5 separate regions of the Mus musculus genome follow, and regions 2, 3, 4 and 5 are each linked to region 1. Evidence: chromatin contacts called from public HiChIP or PLAC-seq and promoter capture Hi-C data. All regions are on one chromosome and are shown on one strand. Each heading gives the region's core, a stretch centred on a gene start, on an enhancer-like site or on the middle of the called end of the contact. The rest is flanking DNA. Distances are from core to core; before and after follow the strand shown.

Region 1 (2,803 bases), core at 109-2,608:
CCTTTCGCCCTTGATCACTAATTGAGAAAATGCCTTACAGTTGGATCTCATGGAGACTGAAGCTCCTTTCTCTGTGATAACTCCAGTCTGTGTCAAGTTGACACAAAACCAGCCAGTACAATGGGTATACAAAGTCTCACAGAGACATTGTTTCAAATTTGGGCAGCAATTTTATATCCAGAAGTAGAATTATAACCACATGGCAATACTATTTCTGTTGATTTTCCTTTTTTGGAAAAGTCAAATTCTTCCCCATAACGGTACCAGTGTATGTTCCTACCAACAATGTTCAGCTGAAGTTTCAATTTGTCCACATATTTACCAACACTCGCTAGTTTCTGATCTCTTGTTGGTAGCTACACTAACAGATATGAATGATACCTCATTTTGCTTTTTTTTTTTTGCTTTATTTACATTTTTTGAGAACTGTTATGAACTAAAACCGGAGGTACAAATGTTTTTCTTTAGAGAACCATGTTCCACACTATTAATCCCAGCACACAGGAGGCAGAGGCTGGTGGATCTCTGTGTTCAAAGACACTTTGGTCTACATAAGTGAGTTCCATGTCATCTGCACAGTAAGACCCTGCCCTACCCTAAACCAAAACAAATGTTCTTCTGTAAAGGGGACAGTTTTATCCCCAGGACAACAGGGTTATTATGGCTTTTGCAGAATTAGATTTATTCATTTTGTTGTTGTTTGGTTTTGGAGGGATCCCAGGCTGGCTTCGAACTCCTGATGCTCAGGCCTCCACCTCCTAACTGCTGGGGTTACAGGACTGCATCACCAGAGTGAGGATGAGCCCGAGTTCCTGGCTCCGTGCCTTATGTTGTTTCAGGTAAGATGATATTCCCTCTAAAAGGCTAACAGAGTGAGACGAGATGTTCCCCTTTGAACAGCCTTGCAACTCTAGGGTCCTGGGCACTTAGGGACCTCTCAAGAAAAGAGCCAAAGTCCAAGGGCAAGGTGTGTAGACCGTAAGTATTTGAGAGGGCAGAGAAGAGCAAAACCTATACACTACACACAGAGGGGAAGAGTAAAGTCCCATCCATCCCAGAGGACCCCCAAGTCCTTCCCAGAAGCCTGGGTGAGGTTCTGACCCTCCTGTGCTCTCTCAGGAGGGAGACCCTGAGATGTCCAAAACGGCTAGCACGGCCTCCCTCGGCTGTTGCTAGTTTTATCACCTACTCCCAAGTTACTCCCTCCACTTGGCCCATTGGGTGACTTTTCTTTTGGTTCGGCCGGAACTAGGCCAGGGAGTAGCCAGCAACCTTTCCAACCGTGGTCACCGCGCATGCGCGTCTGAATGGACTGGGGCGGGGCCGGAGCGTGCACGCGCGAGCAAGGCCCCGCCTCTCCGCCAAGCCACCCATGACGTCACGGGGCGCCGGCCTCTGCTGGGCTGCAAGCGGTGAGAGCTAGTGGCGAACGGATCTGACGCCGCTTGATCGGGAAGGGATGCGGGTGTCGAGATCCTTCTGGAGGGGCTTTGGGGAGGACGGGAGGTCCAGATGCACCAGCCGCTACTGCCCCTCAGGCTCTGCCCTCCCTCCTCCTCCCCTCCCCCTTGCAGAAATGCCGGGACGTGGAGCCACGCCGGGGCCGAGCATATGTGACACCTGTGTTTCCCAGTGGCTTCCACACTTTCCCACGCTGTCCCCCTCACACCTTATAATGATCTCCTGCCTTCCAGATGCTTATTTTCATCAGTCTATCGCTTCTTGCCTGGAATAGGGTACTCGGAAATTGGAGATGGATTTTAGACCGTAGCCCTACCACTTCTGAGTCCCTGAGCTTCAGTATTCTACTGGCTTCTGGCCTTAAGGATCAGTATGACACCAATAGAAAGAAAGGAGATGGACGTCTGTTGAATTCCTGCATGGCCAAGTACTGAGCAAACAGCTGCCCAGTCGAATCCTCATTACTTGGTGCTCTTAGAACTCCCTTTCAGGACATCCTAACCTCACAGACAACCAACTGGCTTGGTTGCATGTGTGAGCGCCGTCCATTCCTACCTGGCTAGTTAGCTTAACTCCAAACTGGAAACTGAACCCAGACACTTCCGGTCTGGATTGTGACTTGGCTGCCAAAGCCTCACCCCAGATCAACTGCTTCCTCTTTCTCCAGCTGAGAATTCGTTTCACATCTCTTTTGCTAGTACAGAATGCTCTTCCCTGCTTCTCCTTTGGATATTTCAGAAACGAAAGAAAGCTTTTTTTTTTTTTAAGTGCTGTAAGGAGGTGAACTTTTGGAGTTCAGAATCTTGGATTTTGGTCCTGGCTCTGTCACTTTCTGCGTGGCCTTGAGCAAATTCATTGTCTTCTAACCTTAGGTTATCTTTGTATAGCATGGGTGAGTGCCTTCTGACCAGCAGGCTCTTGTCTAGTTCTCCCTTACTGTCCTCCAGCAGGCACCCCACGGAGGCCCAGACCCCTCTGCTCCCCATGGGCAGCTGCCAGGCAGGGCACAACTTGCATCTCTGTCTGGCTCATCACCCACCTTTGGTCTGTGCCACTTTGATCCTGCTGCTCCTTGGCCTTTCTGGCCTGGGCCTTGGTGGCTTCCTCCTCACCCACACAACTGGCCTCCGTAGCCCTGACATTCCCCAGGTAAGTACCCGGGGTGCTCACCCTTGTGGTATATACCCGCCCCTGCTGCTCTTCTCACCTCTCTGTCACTCTCCTTTTTGCACGCAGGATTGGGTTTCCTTCTTGAGATCTTTTGGCCAGCTAAGTCTGTGCCCCATGAATGAGACAGTCACAGGGACGTGGCAAGGGCCTCACGTCGTCGGCTTACTGACCA
Region 2 (2,803 bases), core at 85-2,584, 480 kb before region 1:
ACCACTTTGAAAATTTCCCTTTTTTTAATTAAACCAAAATGGGGGAATGTTAACATTTCTTCTAGGCTCTGCCCTCGTTTCCTGCCAACAGCCATGACTCATTATAAAAGGGTCTGCTTGCTCCCTCCTTTTGCTCTCTTGCTCTCTAACCCTCTTCTGCTCTGTCCCTTCTCTCCCCATTCCCCTCCCCCCTCTATATGTGTTCTACTCCCTCTCTTTCTCTGTCTCTCTCTCTTTCTCTCTCAATCCCTCTATCCTTCCCCCTTCTCTCCCTCTCTCTCTGTCTCCCTGCCTCTGTCTCTATTAAGCAGTCAACTCTCCTCCCCATGCCTTAAATGAACTCTATTCTATACTGTACCATTGTGAGCTGGTCCCTCTGGAGGAATGGATGCCTGAGCATGAGCTCACAGAGGTACCCCATTCACCTACCCCACACTGTGCCTCCACCAACATATCCCTGGTTTCTTTGTCTTTTTTTATAAAGTACAAACAGCTCTGAATGATGACAAATAGGATAATATCCCTTTTGTAAGTAGGTATTTTTATATTAAAATAACAATGAGTCAGACTTAAATCCTTACTGTGAGTTGGACCTCATTCCTCCCGGGACTCTCACAAATGGCCCAGATATCTTAACTCCCTCCTATGAGTGAGGCAGAGAAATCCAGTTGGGCAGGTGTACATCTAACCTTTTAGAAGATTAGATGGTCTGGAATGTCCCAGGTGTCCTGGCTGATCAAAGATCAGCTCTGTGATCTCTGATCTGTATCAGGAGCAGTCAGTATTCCTCAACTAGTTTGAGATTTGTAGACCAAGCTGGTGGAACCACCCCAATTGGAGGCCTGCTTCATTTGATAGCTCATTAACAGGGCTGGAGAGATGGCTCAGCAGCTAAGAGCACAGACTGCTCATCCTAAAGGTTCTGAGTTCAAATCCCAGCAACCACTTGATGCCTCACAACCATCTCCTGGTGTGTCTGAAGACAGCTACAGTACTCGTTGAAATTAATTTAAAAAAAAAAAAAAAAAGCTTATTAACAGCCCTCCCTCCACAGGCTTGCTTCTAGCTCCAAGATGAACACTGACCACAAATAAAATACTAAACATCTATTCACAGGCCGCTTCCACCTAGCTGACTGTGAGAGGGGTGTGGTTCTCCTGAGACCATAAAACCCTCCCTGTTTGTGGTGCTCACAGGCAGGGTGTGTCATGTTGGCCTGCCAGCCTGGGACTTGTTCTCAGACTGGCACTTGTAGACTCTGTGGCCATTTTGGTTGAGGGCTTGATGTCATTGGTGCAGGAAGTCACGTGATACAACCCTGGGCAGGACCGCTAGGGAGCGTAGTTTTGAGACGCCGCGCCCAAGTCCACATTTTTACTCGGTCTTCCGGAAATCTCCGCTGTGCTCCTATCAGTTTTCACTTTTTCCCTACGTTAAGGTGCACACGGACCTGGTTCCTGTCCTTTTTCAGCCCTGGTACCCGAAAACGGACACGTTGGACTGGGCAGGCAATCCCAGGAGTGCGGGGCTGACCCAGGGACTGTGCGGGGAGTCTACATGGCGCAGGTGATGGCCCCGGGAAGGGCCTCGGTACCGCCTGTGTTCTGTAAACCTGGGACTGTGAGCTTCGCGGACGTGGCCGTGTACTTCTCCCCGGAGGAGTGGAGGTATCTGCGGCCGGCGCAGAGAGCCCTGTACCGAGAGGTGATGCGCGAGACCTACGGTCTCCTGACCTATCTCGGTGAGAACCTTCCTGGCCGCCGTGGTCGCGATGCCTGTGACACCGTGGGTCCTGCGTGGCAGCAGAGAGACCTGGGCACGGGCGGTCGGAACCAACTGGGTCGTCCTCCTGACTAGTGGGTTTGCTATCTTTCCCTACAGACGTCGGATGCGCCAAACCAGCGCTCATCAGCTGGGTGGAGGAAGAGTCCGAAGTGTGGGGACCCGGTGCCCAGGATCCAGAGGTGGCCATGTGCAGGACAGAAGTCCACTCAGGTGAAGGACTGGGTACTTGCCTGGGGAAACTTCTGTGTTGCCAGCCTGTGTGGTGTCTTCTAGTGACTGCACTTACTGCCTGGCAGTTTCTTCCCTGTTTTTGTTTCTTGGCCAAAGCCATGATGGCTGGCCCCTGGATTCATCTAGAAAGGGGCTGTGATTGTTCTGTCCAGTGCTCTCACCTCGTATATACAGGGCCACTAGGCTGTACGGGTTGTAGCCCCTCGTTCCCACTCCTCTGCTGCCATCACTGTGGCTGCCTTCTGGAGTCTCCTTTAGCTCTTGCTTTCCACCTCTGAGAAGTGCTTAGCTTACTGCACTTGGGAATTGGGACCACACAGACACCTTTCTTTTCTTTTCAATTCTTTTCCTTTATTTTTTATTTTTTATTTTTTTAGAGGGTTTCTCTGTGTAGCCCTGGCTGTCCTGGAACTCACTCTGTAGACCAGGCTGGCCTCGAACTCAGAAATCTGCCTGCCTCTGCCTCCCAAGTGCTGGGATTAAAGGTGTGCGCCACCAAGCCGAGGCCCAGACCCCTTTCTTTATGCTGCATTTGGACATCTGCACACTGCACATGCTCAGATGCTGTGACATCTCCACTCCTGTGTCCAGTCTGTCCCCTTGTGGGGCTGTGGAAATTAAGGGGCAGTAGAAGTCAGAGTCTGAGCTTTTTTCATGGTCTCCCAGCAGATTGCAGGCACGAGAAGGAAAGGAAGAGACCAAGAGAAGAGACTGAAGCAATGCAGAAGACATTTTCTCCAGAACCTGGGCAGAAGGAGCCACAACTCTCATTTGCTGTCTCCGCTAG
Region 3 (2,803 bases), core at 213-2,712, 320 kb before region 1:
AGAGCACTGACTGCTCTTCCGAAGGTCTCCTGAGTTCAAATCCCAGCAACCACATGGTGGCTCACAATAATCCGTAACAAGATCTGACGCCCTCTTCTGGAGTGTCTGAGAACAACTATAGTGTACTTACATATAATAAATAAATAAATCGTAAAAATAAATAAATAAAAGCCTTGAGAGATGGCCTATTGGTTAACAGCACTGACTGCTCTCCCAGAGGTCCTGAGTTCAATTCCTAGCAACCATCTGTAATGGGATCTGATTCTCCCTTCTGGGTGTTTGTGAAGACAGATCACTCGTGTGTGTGTGTGTGTGTGTGTGTGTGTGTGTGTGTGTGTGTGTGTGTGTGTGTGTGAGAGAGAGAGAGAGAGAGAGAGAGGCCATCAGGCAAAGAGGGACAAACAAACCTTGCTTCCCAAGACTAGAAGACTAGAGTGCAGACTGCATTCTGATGTAGAGGGGCTAGGGGCGTTGGGGGAGCAGCTCTCAAGAGTTTGAGCTGTGACTTCCTGGGTCTGGATCTTGAAAGCCTTTCTGATAGTTGTGACCAAATACCAGGTCTGCACACACCTGTAATCCCAGCCCTGGACAGCCAGGGACAAGGCATAGTAGATCAAGAGCTGAAGGTCATTCTGACAACAAAGTGAGTTTGAAGCCAGCCTAGGCTTCCAGGAGATCCAGTCTCAAAAGCAAGACAGCTGTAATGGAGGTACACGTGGGCCTGGAGTCCTAGCTTTCAGGAGGCTGATTCAAGGCCTGACTGGATAGACAGCAAGACCTTTGACAGTCCTGTGTCAAAATGTCCAAAATCCATTGGGAGCTGGGAGTATAGTGGAGTTGAGCACAGCAGTACCCATGACTTGAGTTCAATCCAAGCACTAAGACCCTCAAAAAGAACCCATAGCCTGAGCCTGGAACTGTTAGTCACCTACCTCCAATTCTATCGTGGTTTTTATGTTCGCTCACACCCTGGGAACTTTTTTTTTACTTTTTGCAAATCATCTTGCTCAACTCTTATCAGACTTGCTAAGGAGAACATCTTGCTTCCTTTCTTTCTGTCCATACCCACCTCTCACCATGATGATGAGGGCCATGGTAAGTCTCATCATAAAGCCATGTGGAGAATGAAGGGGCTGAAGCTGTATATAAGGTGGCGGGAAGAGATGCATCGGGGCTTATCAATTCAGAGGGTGCCACTCTTACAGAGGACCCAAACTCAGCTCCCTCTGTCTATGCCAGGCAATGCTCAGCTCCCTGTGACTCCAGGTCCAGGGGATCCAATGCCCTGTTCTGGCCTCTACTTGTGTGCGCAAAGAATAAAATCTTTGGACTAAAAGAAAAGGGATGGGCATGGGTTCTCACCTCTCTCTAAGCAGCTCAGCTTCCTGCACTGCCCCCTCACTCCACCCCCCCCCCTTTGTTTGACACCGTTCAACTTCCTGCCCCACCAGAGGAAGTGGGGAGCAACACCAGGTGCAAGCGACAACCAGCAGAGCCATGGTGAGTTCTCGGGGGCCCAGGAATCTAGTCATTCAGGGCCAGCTCTCTCCCTCGAGGGTCCCCAGTTCAAAGTTAACCCACAGTAAGTGGCCTTACTAGCTTTTGGGCTCAGGTGGTACTGGGGCACTCCCTGCCATGTCCAAGAACCTCATATTGTCTCCCTTTACCCCCACAGGACAAGGAATATGTGGGCTTTGCTGCCCTGCCCAACCAGCTGCATCGCAAGTCTGTCAAGAAGGGGTTTGACTTCACACTCATGGTGGCAGGTCTGTGGGTTCTGGAGGGGGTGATGTACTTATGAGATCATGGCCATCCTCCTGTCTGACCAGTGGGCCTGTCCCGTACACAGGGGAGTCAGGCCTGGGGAAATCCACCCTCATCAACAGCTTGTTCCTCACCAACCTCTACGAGGATCGGCAGGTGCCAGATGCCAGTGGTAAATCTACCCCGAGTCTCCACAGGCTTCCCATCCCCACTGCTGTCCTGGCTTCCCTCTGTGCTGTCCCTGGCCTCTTCCTGTGTTATCAGGCTGCATTCTTTTTCTTTCTATCTGGGGACTTTGGTGGCCTCTGGTTTTCTCTGAGATGGTTTCCTCCCCTGAAAACACATGTGGGAATGGAGCCCTGCTTCAGAGCCCTACGCAGCCAATTCTCTGTCCCCATAGCTCGCACGGCACAAACTCTGACCATTGAGCGCCGGGGTGTGGAGATTGAGGAGGGAGGTATCAAGGTGAAGTTGACCTTGGTGGACACGCCTGGCTTTGGGGACTCTGTGGACTGCTCAGACTGGTGAGAAGGGGGAGGGGCAGGAGCTAAGCCTTTCTTCCATTATGGAAAACCAGAGGTCAGTTGTAGGGCTGGCTTGTCACAGCCCCTTGACCCAAAAGGGGGCACCTGTTTCTGGTAACAATCTAGCCCAAAGTATCCAGTGTTTCTTGTTTTGAGATAAGGTTTTTCTATGTAGCTCAGGGACCTCAAATTCACTGTGTAGCCCAGACTGGCCTGAAACTCAAAGTCCTCCTCCTGAGATTACAGGTATATATATGCATGCCTGGTTTGTTCGATGCTTTTGTTGTTGTTGTGGCTTGTTTTTGTTTTTAGCCATGGTGTCACATTAGCCCTAGCTGGCCTGGAACTCACTATGTAGGCCATGGTGGCCTCAAATGTGACAATCCTCCTGCCTCAGCTTCCTGAGTGCTGAGATTACAGGTGTGCAGCCACCACATTCTGATGTCTCATGTACTGTGGCCAGCTGTCCCTGATGGCTTTGGTTAGGAGCAAAGAAATGACTTGGGACTGCACAG
Region 4 (2,803 bases), core at 107-2,606, 300 kb before region 1:
AGCTTTGCCTGGATTCTGCTGCTCCCACTCTCACTGGCCTCCTGGGATCCTCTGCACAGCTTGCAGGACTGGGATCGCCTTTCCAATGGCTTCAGCCCCCTGGAAGCTGAAGGAGGGGCCTGAGAGTGTGTGCAAAACCACCATCTTTAGATTGGGCTGGGTTCTTGGTCAGCAGCTTGGTGCAGTTCCCTGGGCGTCTAGGGTAGACTAACTGCCTGGGGTTCATCCCAGCAGGTACACACAACCAAACTGCGCAGCTCTTGTTTTCTGTGGCTAGATCTTTGCCACACACCCTCTACTCCGGGTCAGGATGATAAAGGTGTGGGCTTCTGTGGCCGTAAAGCTCCACTTGGCACTTCTCAGCAGAAAGGGGATCAGGGTGTGTGGTCTCCAGGTAGAGAAAACCCCCTCCGGATGAACCAGCAGTGCTGAGAGCTGCTTTCTTCAGGGTCCTGTCTGTAGCAAGATGCCCTCCTGGTCTAGAACTTGTGTTCTGTACCCACAGAAGTGAAGTTTCATGATTCACAATGGGAGAAAACCCTGGAGGAGAAAGGCGTGGTCCATCTGGCTGCCCTCTTCCAACTCTAGTAGGATCACCGGAGCTATTTAGCCGAGGGTGGGGACGGGGGTGGAGGCGTTGAGGTTTGAGTTGTTCCCCAGAGCTCCAGATCTAAACCTCACTATTGGGGAAGATCTCACCTGGCCCCAGCTTTGCAGGAGCTGGATCCCAGCCCTTTGGCAGTTTGCTAAGGGATGAGGTAGGCTTCGTGTAACTGATGGGCTTCTGCCTGGTTACAGGCCACGGACGGAAGCCAGTGGCACCTCCTGTGATGGTTGTCCCGCTACAGAAACTAGGAATTAAGTGGGAGAATAGACATGGTGCAAATGACTCCTGGGTTCTAAAAGGGCTTGGTTTGGAAGGTGCCCGAGCGCTTATAATCAGAAGCAGGACTCAGAGAGAAGAGCAAGACTTTCTTTAAAAATAGACGGTCTCATGTTGTATCCCAGACTGTCGTCAATCTCGCGACAATCAATCCTGTTTCAATTTCCCGAGTGTTGGGACTGCGTTAAGATCGGAAGCCCGGGTGTCTACTGAAGGCCACTAGGCGTACAGAACCCTATCCATACATGCAAACGGAAGCCCGAAGCCTCTGTTCGGCCTGTGCCTCTCCATCCAGGCCTTGGGAACCTCTTAGCACACCACGTCCTTATCCTCACTGTAGCCTCCATCGTAGAGGAATAATAAAACATTTCCCGCCATCCTCAAGTCCCGTGAGGCAAGGACGTAGTTCACGCGAGTCTTTGCAGGTCTTGCGTCACTTCCTGCCGCGAGTCGGCCTTGGCTAATGGTATGCATCCGCCCTTTTTGAATAGAAGTGAAGCCACTTCCGGGTCCTATGCCGGTCTCCACGGTTTTTTTCCGGGTGATGAAGGCGGGTGCCCCGGATGTAATACCGGCGAAAGCATCTTTCCTTTTCTTCCCCGCCTGACCCTGGGTTCCTAGGTGAGCACCGGCGGGTAAGATTGTTTGAATCCCCGCGGGTTTGCTTCGCCTTTAGTTTGTACGCCAAGGACATGGCCGAGCAGGTCGCTACGTGGTATTCGGGGATCTAGGCAGCTCCAGCTCTTGGGTCCGACCGGCCTCTGTGAGCACTCGGGTGGGAGAGGTGGTTGAGTTCGGTAGCTCCGGACTGGTAGGGGAGTGGTGACGTAGGGGAACCTGACTCCCCATCCCCGGGTGGGAATACCCGCAGGGTCCACGCGGGGGCGGAGATCCTTCCCATCGCCTCTCCTCCGGGCCTCAGAATTGCCCAACCAACCCCGGACGTCGTGCCTGCTAGTTCTCTCAGATGCTTTAGCGATCTGTCCTCGCTCACATTTACCAGGAAAAATGTTGGTGGCCCCTGCACTCCCCCGCGGTCCTCTCTCCTTACCTCACTTCCTCACTACATATCTTTTTCCGAGGTCCAGCTGGAGGAAATCCACAGCCAATCATGCCAAAGAGGAAAGTGACTTTTCAGGGTGTTGGAGATGAGGATGGTGAAGATGAAATCAGTGTGCCCAAAAAGAAGGTGAGATGGCCAGATTTCGAATTTCCGTGGAGGACTGAGAGGAAAGAAGAAGGAGAAATCTGATGGGAGGAAAGCCGGGAAGCCAAGGAAGTGTTAGTTTTCCCCGGCGCACTGGGTTTGGAAAGATTTGTGTACAGATCCTGGAGTATCTGGGGAACTACCCAGTTGGCTGCATTTCTCATTTGCTTCGGCCTCCTCACAGCTGGTGGACCCTGTGGCTGCAGCAGGTGGTCCTGGGAGCCGCTTCAAAGGCAAGCACTCTTTAGACAGTGATGAAGAGGATGATGATGAGGAAGGGTCCAGCAAATATGATATCCTGGCCTCAGAGGATGTAGAAGGTGAGCTATGTCCGAAGCGTTAACTGAGTTGGGGGGACAAGCCTTCAGGATGGAGGTGGGAGGTGTGCCTGCTTCCCTTTTGCGTGTCTAGCATGCCCCACCCCCAATGTCTTCGGTGCAGGTCAGGAAGCAGCTACTCTCCCTAGTGAGGGCGGTGTGAGGATCACACCCTTCAACCTGCAGGAAGAGATGGAGGAAGGCCACTTTGATGCTGATGGCAACTACTTCCTGAACCAGGATGCGCAGATCCGAGACAGCTGGCTGGACAACATTGACTGGGTGTGGCCCAGGGACTATTCTGGCTGAGGCCTGGGAGTGCAGGTGCAGGGCCTGGGCCCTGGTGGAAGTTTGTAAGAAATTCTAATTATCTTTTCCTTGTAGGTGAGGATCAAG
Region 5 (2,803 bases), core at 139-2,638, 270 kb before region 1:
TGACTAAAAACATCGTGGGAAGGAAAAGGATCATTTCATGCAGTCTACCCTGAGGGAAGTCAGGGCAGGAACTCAAGGCAGGAACTGGAGTAGAGGTTGGGGGGTGGGGGGAAGCAGGGAGATGGCTGCTGCTTACTGGCTTGCTCTGCATAGCTTGCTCAGTCTGCTTTCTTCTGGAACCCAGTCTCCCTTGTTCAGGGGTAGCACCACCCACAGGAGGATGGGCCATTCCAGAACAATCTTTAATCAAGAAAGTGCCCTACTGGGAGGATGGACAGAATAAAAGAGATGAAATTCTCTGCAGCAGGGGGATCAGCCTAGCAAGGACTGAACACTGACAGCTCCCTAGATGCTCTTTATTGTTACCTAAAAGGCACCTTATCAAGTCAATTTCCACATACCAAAACTTCTTATCTGATCTCCCGGTTGTCTTGAAAGACCCGCCACCTAAGCAATTCTCAGTCACTCCACACTTCCTGGTTTGTCAGGCATGCCCCTAGACTAAGTTATGCAAAGGCTCTGAGAATAGTTCAAAAGAACAACCTTATAAAGTCCCAGATGATAATTACCAACAAAAGGCTACTTCAAAGCTTACACGCGCCATCACTCCAGATTCATGTGCAATACGAGAATTCTAAAATCCTGTCACAGATATGCCTACAGTCTAAAGGAGGTATTTTCTCAATTGAGGTTCCTTTTTCCAGAAAACTCTAGCCTGTGTCAAGTTGATACAAAACTAACCAGGCCCCAAGGCTGCTAGGCATTTGGAGAAGGCAAACCCCTTCGTCTGTGACAGTTGTGACAATGTGACAGTGCAGATAGCTCTTGGACACAGGCTTCCCTCCCTGTCCATTTACCCAGTAGCTGGATTGCTGGATCAAATGGTTCTGTTTGCTTTTCGTGGTTTTGGTTTTGGACAATGTCACACGTGGTTTCTCGTATCTCACATGAATCTGGAGTGATGGCGCGTGTAAGCTTTGAAGTAGCCTTTCGTTGGTAATTATCATCTGGGACTTTATAAGGTTGTTCTTTTGAACTATTCTCAGAGCCTTTGCATAACTTAGTCTGGGGACATGCCTGACAAGCCAGGAAGTGTGGGGTGACTGAGAATTGCCTAGGTGATGGCTCTTTCATGACTGTACTGGAACTTTCCATGTAAGCTAGGCCAGGCTGGCTTTGAACGCCCCCCCCCCTTCTTCTCCAGTGCTGGGGTTGCAGGTGTGTGCCGCTGTGCCTGACTCTCATTTCATATCATTTCAGCGTTATGATATCCCAAGACCTTTCAAACGATACTTCTCTTTTTCTCTAGGGATTAAACCCTCTCATGTGATGCACATTGTCTGCCATGGAGCTACTTCCCAGCCCGGTTTCTAGCATTTTGAGGAACCTTTGTACTGTTTTCCATAATGGTTATACTAATTTGCATTCTCACCAAGAATGTCTGAGTGTTCCCTTCTCCTCCTCCTCTCAAGCACTTCTTGTTGCTGTTAGCTTTGCTTTTTGAAGCACAGGGTCTCAATTTATAGCCCAGGCTGGCCTCAAACCTGTGGGTTTCCTGCCTCAGCCTCTTGGGTGATAGGATTAAACATACAAGCCACCAAACCTAACTCCTGGTTTTCTTTGCTAGTTTCTTTATTTTTTTGAGATAGGGTTTTTCTGTGTTACATCCTTTTCTGTGTTACATACTTTCTGTGTAGACCATGCTGGCCTCAAACTCACAGAGATCCTCCTGCCTCTACCTCCCGGAATTGCTGGGATAGAAGGCATGCACCATTACACCCAGCTTCTAATTCCATATTTTAAAAGGTTTTATTTTTTTGTATATGTGTGTGTGTCTGTGTGCAGGTATGTATATGCACGTAAGTGGAGGCAAAGATCAACCTTGTGTTAGACGGGGTCTCTCACTAGGCCCTGGACCTGGCTGTTGAGTGAGCCCCAGGGACTCCCCTGCAGTCAGCTCCCCAGAACTGAGATTATGAGCAACACCAGTGCTCCCAGATGTTTTGTGACTTTGGTTGCATGAGCCCACATACCTGCGTCCTTTTGAGAAATGTCTACTCACAAGAGCCTCTCATTCTTTAGCTTGTTTTCTACTGTTTTATTGTTTGAATATCTGGTCTACCTATCTTTTCTATCTGATGGGTAGTTTGCCCCCCCCCCTTTTTTTGTCTCACTTTGTAACCCAGGCTTCCCTGAATCTACCAGGCTGGCCTCAAACTCTTGATCCTCCTATCTCAGTCTCTTAATGCTGGATTACAAATATATCCCACCATACCCTATATATATATTTTTTCACTTTCTTTGTTCTAAACATTGCACATGGGGACTGTAAAGGCTAATCCCATTTGCCCAAGGACAGGTAACTCCCTGGGCTGCTGTTCACGTCAGATAACAAGGCCTGTGTTTTCCCTTCAGTACACAAGCTTGGTTGCCCATGCTGCACAGGAAGACCTTGATCGCCAGTAGGCAGAAGACACATGGGCAGGAAGTAGTACATCAGGATGTATGGAAGCAGAAAGTACCAGAGCCTGTGGGTTTGACCTTTGTAGGCACCCGTCTGACCTAATTGGGGGCCAATCTTCATGGATCCTGGGTATGGATCTGGCCAGGGTCCATTGTCCTAGCCAGTATTACATAAAGCTTGCTTTAATAGGTCAGTTGTCGATTTGGTCTTTCTCTTAGAAATTTTCAGCTTTAACACTCCCTGCATGCTAGCATGTGCACAGGGACGCAGCTGCTGGGGTTGTTTCTCACTTTCTCCTGCAGCTTGCAGTTGGAGTGGAGACATGTCACTGGCTTGTTC

Evidence for each region. Promoter capture Hi-C pulls out the DNA fragments that hold promoters and counts their contacts. HiChIP or PLAC-seq counts read pairs in DNA pulled down with a chosen protein or histone mark. Capture Hi-C pulls out chosen DNA fragments and counts their contacts.
Region 2: a promoter capture Hi-C map of liver shows a contact between it and region 1, with 2.2 times the contacts expected there. The contact joins the promoter of Zfp747 here to the promoter of Tmem219 in region 1. A contact is called at or near these places in 3 of 115 datasets of contacts at active chromatin or transcription factors (large pre-B cells, memory CD8 T cells and regulatory T cells) and 1 of 9 other capture datasets (liver).
Region 3: a contact with region 1 is called in a promoter capture Hi-C map of the SN4741 cell line, with 4 times the contacts expected there. The contact joins the promoter of Septin1 here to the promoter of Tmem219 in region 1. A contact is called at or near these places in 6 of 39 promoter capture datasets (the C10 cell line, the SN4741 cell line, cranial neural crest and 3 more), 1 of 15 datasets of contacts at CTCF or cohesin (embryonic stem cells), 7 of 484 Hi-C or Micro-C datasets (B cells, CD4 T cells, Th1 cells and 3 more), 14 of 115 datasets of contacts at active chromatin or transcription factors (the 230-238 cell line, the SCID.adh cell line, bone marrow-derived dendritic cells and 7 more) and 4 of 9 other capture datasets (adipose tissue, liver, macrophages and 1 more).
Region 4: a promoter capture Hi-C map of adipose tissue shows a contact between it and region 1. The contact joins the promoter of Cd2bp2 here to the promoter of Tmem219 in region 1. A contact is called at or near these places in 9 of 39 promoter capture datasets (the C10 cell line, Sertoli cells, cranial neural crest and 5 more), 10 of 484 Hi-C or Micro-C datasets (B cells, CD4 T cells, Th1 cells and 6 more), 22 of 115 datasets of contacts at active chromatin or transcription factors (the 230-238 cell line, the SCID.adh cell line, bone marrow-derived dendritic cells and 11 more) and 4 of 9 other capture datasets (adipose tissue, liver, macrophages and 1 more).
Region 5: an H3K4me3 HiChIP or PLAC-seq map of bone marrow-derived macrophages shows a contact between it and region 1, with 3 times the contacts expected there. The contact joins the enhancer-like site here to the promoter of Tmem219 in region 1. A contact is called at or near these places in 4 of 39 promoter capture datasets (3T3-L1-derived adipocytes, hematopoietic stem and progenitor cells, liver and 1 more), 3 of 115 datasets of contacts at active chromatin or transcription factors (the 230-238 cell line, bone marrow-derived macrophages and large pre-B cells) and 2 of 9 other capture datasets (adipose tissue and liver).

The regions. Positions count from the first base shown.
Region 1 is chr7:126,896,833-126,899,635 of GRCm38.p6, reverse strand. It overlaps Tmem219 (transmembrane protein 219), which reads left to right and starts at 1,358. Exons shown (of 6, transcript NM_026827.1): 1 at 1,358-1,412; 2 at 2,409-2,610; 3 at 2,698-2,803. The coding sequence starts at 2,446.
Region 2 is chr7:127,374,581-127,377,383 of GRCm38.p6, reverse strand. It overlaps Zfp747 (zinc finger protein 747), which reads left to right and starts at 1,334. Exons shown (of 3, transcript NM_175560.3): 1 at 1,334-1,741; 2 at 1,882-1,995; 3 at 2,686-2,803. The coding sequence starts at 1,558.
Region 3 is chr7:127,217,104-127,219,906 of GRCm38.p6, reverse strand. Septin1 (septin 1) reads left to right here and starts at 1,462. Exons shown (of 11, transcript NM_017461.2): 1 at 1,462-1,500; 2 at 1,676-1,766; 3 at 1,850-1,936; 4 at 2,165-2,288. The coding sequence starts at 1,498.
Region 4 is chr7:127,194,630-127,197,432 of GRCm38.p6, reverse strand. Cd2bp2 (CD2 cytoplasmic tail binding protein 2) reads left to right here and starts at 1,356. Exons shown (of 7, transcript NM_027353.4): 1 at 1,356-1,504; 2 at 1,972-2,072; 3 at 2,275-2,410; 4 at 2,532-2,689; 5 at 2,792-2,803. The coding sequence starts at 1,995.
Region 5 is chr7:127,164,351-127,167,153 of GRCm38.p6, reverse strand. No RefSeq gene overlaps it. Among named protein-coding and RNA genes, the nearest start is that of Spn, 28 kb to the right of the region's middle. Within about 2 kb of position 1,388, at least 24 of the 459 cell types and tissues checked have an H3K27ac peak or open chromatin away from gene starts, as enhancers often do. A contact at or near this core is called in bone marrow-derived macrophages, where this site is marked.